Regions from separate parts of the Mus musculus genome. Here region 1 is linked to region 2. Evidence: chromatin contacts called from public HiChIP or PLAC-seq data. All regions are on one chromosome and are shown on one strand. Each heading gives the region's core, a stretch centred on a gene start, on an enhancer-like site or on the middle of the called end of the contact. The rest is flanking DNA. Distances are from core to core; before and after follow the strand shown.

Region 1 (3,635 bases), core at 1,027-3,526, 99 kb before region 2:
ACTTGTTATGCTGTGTTTGGTTGATATCCCTGGGAGGCCTGCTCTTTTCCGATGGGAATGAAGGAGGAATAGACATGGGAGAGAGAGAGAAGATGGGGGGAGTGGCTGAGAGGTGTGGAGGGAAGAAAGACTGTGGTCTAGATATAATGTATGAAAGAAGAATTAAAAAAAAAAAGACTTGGACAAAGCACACCCATCTGTAACTCTGCCTCCAGTGGATCCAAAATCCTCTTGCAGGCAAAATATTCACACACATAAAATAATTTAAAAATAAAATTAAACTAAGATATTCTGACAATCCTGAATGAGGATAAACCTTGAGATTATGTAAATATAATAAACCAGCTACAAAGATACAAACACTGACTATAATTTATACAAAGTGGTTATTGTTATCAGATTCATAGAAGAAAAGGGAATATGGTCTCTGCCAGGGACAGAGGTAGGGGTTAAGGCAGCGGAGAAATCTCTAACACCTCAAATGGGAGTGCAGAGAATCAGCAGCTGAAGAGGAGTGAGGAAGTACGCACAGAGAAAAGGACCCTCTGCAAAGATGAAAATCCAGACTCTTCTCCAGGGCTGTTCTTGTTGTTTGCTTGTTTGTTTTTAATGTCTCTAAAGAGTCTACCTCTCAAATATTGGACTGGACAGTTTGAAGAAAGATAAAACGGGAAGAACCTGCAAGGCCTTTGGTTTACTTGGCCAAGCTTTCGCCTTAAGTCTTGGGAGATGACCACTTTTATCACCTCTCCCTATTGGTCTCCCAGGGAATCTATCTAATGCCTAGTCCCTCCAGTGTACAAGATGGAAACTGCTGGGGGTTAGCTTAAAAAGATGAAAAAGCAGAAAAGGAGAGGCACATCTGACCTCAGACATGTAGGACCATGTTTATTGATCACACCATGACAGGTTATTACGTTACCCACAGGAAACTGAGCCATATGTCCCATGCTATGCAGGAAGATGAGAGATTGCCCTCCGAGTCAGATGGCTGTGACCCTTATAAGGATGGAAAATGATTGTAGTGTATTTCCTCTTGAGTCCCCACTTCTGGCCATAAGGGAAACTAAGAAGTGTAGGCTTTTAACTGGAAACTATCAAATATGCTTATTATTAGTGAACTACACACTTTAAGATGATGAAGATGGACCCACAGCAGTACCCAGAAGATGAGCACTGTCCTCTTGTAGCAGAATGATATAGATGGAGAGGGCCTGGGGCCAAAGACAAAGGAAGATGGCCAGAGTTGTATCATTCCAGTTTCGGTGAATGCAGGTCATGTTGCCCATAACGCAGGAAATCTGAGCTGGAGCTGAGCCAGAAGAAAGTACAACTGTGAATTCAGTGACAGACTGATTAAATATAGGTGTGCAAAGATACTCACTTGGGTGTAAGTTGGCACTAAGAACCTATGTGGCCTCTAGTCTAGAATTTTCTGTTGGGCCCTGGGGACTTTGAGAAGTGTTACTGTAAGTTTTCACTGTGCACACAAGCAGCAGAAGCCCTGAGAAAGCTTAGGAATGTGTGTGTGTGTGTGTTATTATAACGATATATGTAATATATAATGAGTTATGATTACATATAATATAATACAGAAAGCATATATATTGCGTGAGTGTTTAGCCTGTGTGCGCGTCTGTGCTCCAAGTTTGTGCCTGGCGTCCTCAGAGGCTGGAAGAGGTGCCAGATCCCCTGAAACTAGAGTAATAGGAGTACCTACAGTGAACCACAATGTAGGTGCTGAAAATCAAACATGGGTCCTCTACAGAAGCAACAAGTGCTCTTAACTATTGAACTATCTCTCCAGCCCCTGTTTAACTTTGCCTAAGTTTTTCTCAAGTCAGTTGACTGCTGTACCCTTTTCCCCATTAAAATGTCTTCTGACTTACTAAGGACTACATTGGGGAAACTGTTCTTTGATCTATGAAGATGTTATTGTTGTTAGCAAAGTAAAGCAAAGGTCAGAGTGGTTGCTAGATCTGTGAATATTCAGTATGGTTACCCAATAGATGGTGGAAGCTTCCAGAACCTCAGGCCTGACCTGGAAACTGAGGACACTAACCCCTCAATATGGACAGTAGACTGCTAGAGGCTTTTGATCAAAGACAGCTTGCTCTCTTGGCTTTCTAACTCAAGTGCATGTGCCAGTAGAGACTTGGCCCAGTCTCTGCCTTGTTCTTTTTATCCTCCATATTGGCTTCTTGTCCTCACTTTTCCATTTGCATAACTAATATACACAGCACAGAGTTCCTGCAATTCTAAAGACATCTGGCCAGCACATCTTGAATGCTGATGTCAGGAAACATCTGGAAGAGAGTTAAAGTTACTGCCGGCCCAATGGAGAACAATGGAAGTATGTTAATATGGAAAAATCAGCAGGGGGTGGGGTTGGCTTGTGTAATAAAGATGGCTGCCAGGACAACTTATAAAAGTTTGCAAACTCTGTCGCATTTTGAGCATTCACACCACTGAGCATTAGAGCAGAAAGCCAATTAAAATGAAAGCATTGCCACTTTCTTTTGGACCCTTCCCCTAAAAGCTTTCCTTTTCTTTCTTTTTAAAATACATTCATTTTTGTCATCCGCACCTCCACCCCCAGCAAGATGATGTGGACCAAACCCAGAGCTTTGCATATACTGAGTAATCTACCACTGAGCTCCACCCCAGCCCCACGACCTTCCTTTCCAGAAAGCTTCCTGCCAGCTAGCCAAGATATACTTTTCTAAAAGCACAATGAACCAAGTCTTATTTTATAGTAGCATTAGTATGATCTTCCTCCCTTCCTGATCTCTCTCTCTCAAATTATAAACACATAAAATACTTTTTGTTCACCCATAATCTCTGTCTCTAAGAAGTTGGAAAAGTGAAGAAGAGGGCTCAGTACTTGTGACACAAGCCTGATTGACCCCCTAGTGGGGAACTGACTCCCAAAGGTTGTCCTCTGATTTCCACACTCTCTCCCTGGGTAATAATTAATAAAGCAGAGTAAATCAACGAGAGAAGACAGGTGCTTATTTAGCATATCAAGGTGGACCTTTGTTAGCATATCAAAGCCTCCAGGTTCTCCCAGCATCCCTCAGTCCTTGCCTGCCACAGGGTATAGCTGGCATATCTGTTCCCCGAACTCTTGAGCCCAAGGGTTGGGCTGCCCTTCCTCCAAAAGATCTTCCCTATATAATATAGATATTTTGATTACCCCCTCTCAGTTCCTCTTTTGATCCCTTTGTTCCTTTGGCCCCGTGGGTGCTGTACTTGGATCCTCTCTCACCCTCCTCCTCCTCCTCCTCCTCCTTTTCCCACATGGTCCAGTGTCATGAGCACTCTGGGCTTTCCCAGATGTTGCTTCTGGCTCTGTCTCCCTTCTATAATAATAATAATAAATAATATCTATAATAAACGCTCTCCTCTACCATACCTACAAGCAGTCATGTGCTTTCCTTTCCATTTAATTTCTTTCTTTCTTTTTTTTTTTTTTCTTCATTCAACTGTCTTAATTAAAAAAGGATAGGAGAAGGTCAGAAATAAAACTCGCTCGCTGCTAACATGATTGCCTAACACACAGGAGGCCTTTTGGATCTATCCCCAGTGTGGCAAGAATCTCACACACACACACACACACACACACACACACACAC
Region 2 (3,418 bases), core at 8-2,507:
TTCATGGCCTGATGATTGGAGCACTCATCCTGACTGTAGTGTGAAACTGATATATCAAAGAAAGAGGGGCAAAGGCATAGGGCAGTAAAAAGATAAGGGCACTTATAATCATTTCCATTTTTATACCTTTCTATGCTTCCAGCATATAAAACACATTATACATTATTGTCATGTGGCTTTCTTCCATAAACAGAAGTGTACTAGGTCAAGGACTGGCAAGTAAATCCTTCCACAAACACCAGACCATTTATTTGCTGGGCACTGAGAAGCTGGTAGATTCTATTTTTCAGATAAGGGTTTATCTTGGCTTTTAATGCTTCTATATGTATATGTTGTTTATATATAAAATGCTTCTCATTTTTTATTCCTGGCCAGAGCACTGTGCATCACGCATAGTAGGTATATAGACTTTGGTTGTTGGGTCAACTTTGTTAGCCTTGAACTTGAAGCAGGAGATGCCTGACACTAATAAGTGAACTTGGGAATCCTGGTCATGAATCATGAAACCTGTAAGTGATTGTTGATAATCTAGGATGCTTAGAACAGACCGGCTTTCCTTGCATGTGTTTTTGCTTAGCATATTTACTATAGGGGCTTTGTTTTGCATCTCTTTGGCTATGGATGCCAAGTTTGGGGTGGGTTATTCAGTTAGGTGACACAGGGTCTGTGCTAGTGTTAAAGTTCAGGTTCCCAGGTATGTTGTGATTTCAAGATTGTGATCTTTTAGGATTGTAAAGAGTCTGTAGTAGGTTACAGGGGTAGTAGTGGCTCTGGAGAGCCCCGAATTTGTGTGTGTGTGTGTGTGTGTGTGTGTGTGTGTGTGTGGCTTTGGAGATCTATTCCCAGGAATAATTTAGATTCCATATGGACTTGGGATAGAACAAATCTAAGTGGGAGAGGAGAGGAAAAGGAGAAAGGGAAAGGAAAGCCATCAAGACCGAGGGCACATGGTCTTTCTCATCTGAAGGAAAAGTAATATGTAGGACAAAGCAGTAGGAGAGGAGAAAACCAGACAGTCCCCCCAGGCTCATGGGCAGGGCCAGGCTTGGAAGTAAGGGGTAACCTAAGGGCAAGAGTGCTTCCTCTCTTTATTGTAGTTAATCTTTACCCACAGACTTTATCTCATAATTAGAATCGTTTTGTATTAATCCACGGGGAAGAGAATTTGACACATCGGTTTCCCAGTAGCCATCCTTTCCGGTCCAGAATCTTTCCAGAGGCACGCTGGCCTTTTCTGTCTGCTGGCAAACCCCAGGTCCCTGGATGTGCTCCTGCTCATTGGTGACTAGCCAGTTCTGGAGCCAAGTCCTGCTGGGGTTTGAAGTCTAGTACAGGTTTGTCCTTCCAAGGAAGGAGAACGGCCACTCCTTCCTTATTTGTTGTGGGCGCTTTTCCCACCACATGCTATTCGAGGCTCGTCACGGGAAACCTTTGTAGGGATTTTGTTTTTTAAGTCTATGGAAAAGTTTGTGATTGTCAAGAAAAGCTTCCCTTCCTCTTAGGAACTGCTATTCTTTGTAAACTACATGGGGCCAACAGACTGGTTCCATTTACTCCCAATCTTTTAAGACTGCAGGAAGATATGGGGGGGGGAGTGTAATTTTTCTTTTCATTTCATTTATGTATTTTATGTTGTTATTGCCTTATTTGTTTGAGGCAAGGTTTGTAGCTTTGGCTGACCTTGAATTTAGAGAGATTAGCCTGACTCTGCCGGGAGTGTTGGGACTAAAGGCATATGCCACCACACCTGGCTCCAAGCTTATATCTGAAGATCAAGTTCTTTGCCTATGCTATAAGGATTTCTGAATTCTTTCAAAATGAAGTATCTTCAGTCATCCCTATTTTTTTATATCTTTATTGTCTTTATGTGCTTCAAAGAACTTATATTCTTTTGGGAAAGAAATAGGACTGTTCTTCAGACTAAGGGAGTGAAGGGGGTTTGGGTTAGAAGGAGCTTCGTCAAAGGGGGAAGACAGCTGACGCGTAAGTCTACGGTTTATCTTCAGTAGTGGCTGTCAGGCAACCTACATATTTGCGCATTACTTTTCCTTTGTTCTTGTATGTGTGTGCCTTCATGAGTATTTTAGCCTTTGTTAATTATAAAATCATCTCACAGTCACAAAACCATGTACATAGGAATACACAACAAAACAAAATCAAACAAACCCCCCACTAATGAGCCCGTTATTTGCATATGTCATCATACACAGTTAGTTCCCCCAACCCCTTTACATTTGGAAATAGCATGTATTTATAGAGTATATAGAACATAAGGAGACTTAGGATATAACAATATATAGATGTGTTGGTGTTAATTTCCACAAGAGATTATACTTTTTAAATAGAAGACCTTTTCTTAAAGTAGACCCAGCAGGAGAATAAAGCCAGGAAGGAGGTGGGAGTAGAAAGGAAGTGGGATTAATCTAGTTAAACTCTCCGGCTTGGCACACAGCGTGGTCACACTGAGAAACAGGAGAAGGGAAGTGACTCAGTCATATTAATAGAGGCAGCCAGGGATGAGACAGGGAATAGCATCTTTTGGGGCTGGGAGCTGGGTGAGGGGAGCCAATGCTGAAGTCTCTAAATCACTTAATGATAGGAGAAGTTAGTTTTCAAATTAAATCTTGAACACTGTGGTTAGCCTTGTGACCAATATAGTTTTCCTTGAGCTTTTGCATTTAGATGGGAAAGAAATCACATAAGCCAGGGACAGGTATCCAACCCTTTGACAGTGTGACAAGATATGGTTTACAAAGGCATTGTCTCCGTTCATAGCCAATTTTTTGTGGGTAGTTTTTATTGCTGTGTGTGAATTCGAGAAGACCACTGGACTTCCTAACCCTTGCACAGCAGCCTCGCTGATGGCAGCTTAGCTATCAGGCTTCTCAGTAAAGCTGCTCTTTTATTGGAGGCTTGGAGAAGACACTGAAAGGCACAATTAGCAGATCTGGGAACAAAACTCTTCAAAAAGGTGATGGCTGGTTGTAGATTTGGAAGGGTGGGCTTCCTTCAGAGTTTACCAAAACACTGTGTGAGTCCCAGGCCCTTCAGCCTTAGTTATCATTGGGTCGGATCCATCTGGATGAGGCAGGAGTGTCCACACCAGAGGCTTTACCCTCCTTGCAAAGGAATGGGAGCTGGAAAGCATTAACTACCACTTCATATGCCAGCTTTGCCCAGGACGCTCTAGGTCCCACTATATTCACAAGCCAGTACCCGCTTGTTTAGAAGGGAAGAGAGGAGGCTCAGTGTTGGTTTCCAGTTGCTGTGGTAACCCTTCAACTTTAACCCTATGTCTGATGTCAGCAGTGACCTATCTCTATCAACAGACCCTGTATACTGATATATCTCACTCTCTGGGGGAGACTTGGGGTGCTTATGATGGTTCTCAAGATAGTATCAGTATTCATGATGCTGG

What was found. HiChIP or PLAC-seq counts read pairs in DNA pulled down with a chosen protein or histone mark.
Region 1: an H3K27ac HiChIP or PLAC-seq map of heart atrium shows a contact between it and region 2, with 7 read pairs. The contact joins two enhancer-like sites. A contact is called at or near these places in 3 of 484 Hi-C or Micro-C datasets (the HL-1 cell line, embryonic fibroblasts and uterus), 2 of 115 datasets of contacts at active chromatin or transcription factors (fibro-adipogenic progenitors and heart atrium) and 1 of 9 other capture datasets (embryonic stem cells).

Annotation. Positions count from the first base shown.
Region 1 is chr3:57,603,427-57,607,061 of GRCm38.p6, reverse strand. No RefSeq gene overlaps it. Among named protein-coding and RNA genes, the nearest start is that of Mir6377, 11 kb to the left of the region's middle. Within about 2 kb of position 2,276, at least 17 of the 459 cell types and tissues checked have an H3K27ac peak or open chromatin away from gene starts, as enhancers often do. A contact at or near this core is called in heart atrium, where this site is marked.
Region 2 is chr3:57,504,035-57,507,452 of GRCm38.p6, reverse strand. The region is part of intron 2 of Wwtr1 (WW domain containing transcription regulator 1); the gene reads left to right. Among named protein-coding and RNA genes, the nearest start is that of Wwtr1, 70 kb to the left of the region's middle. Within about 2 kb of position 1,257, at least 10 of the 459 cell types and tissues checked have an H3K27ac peak or open chromatin away from gene starts, as enhancers often do. A contact at or near this core is called in heart atrium, where this site is marked.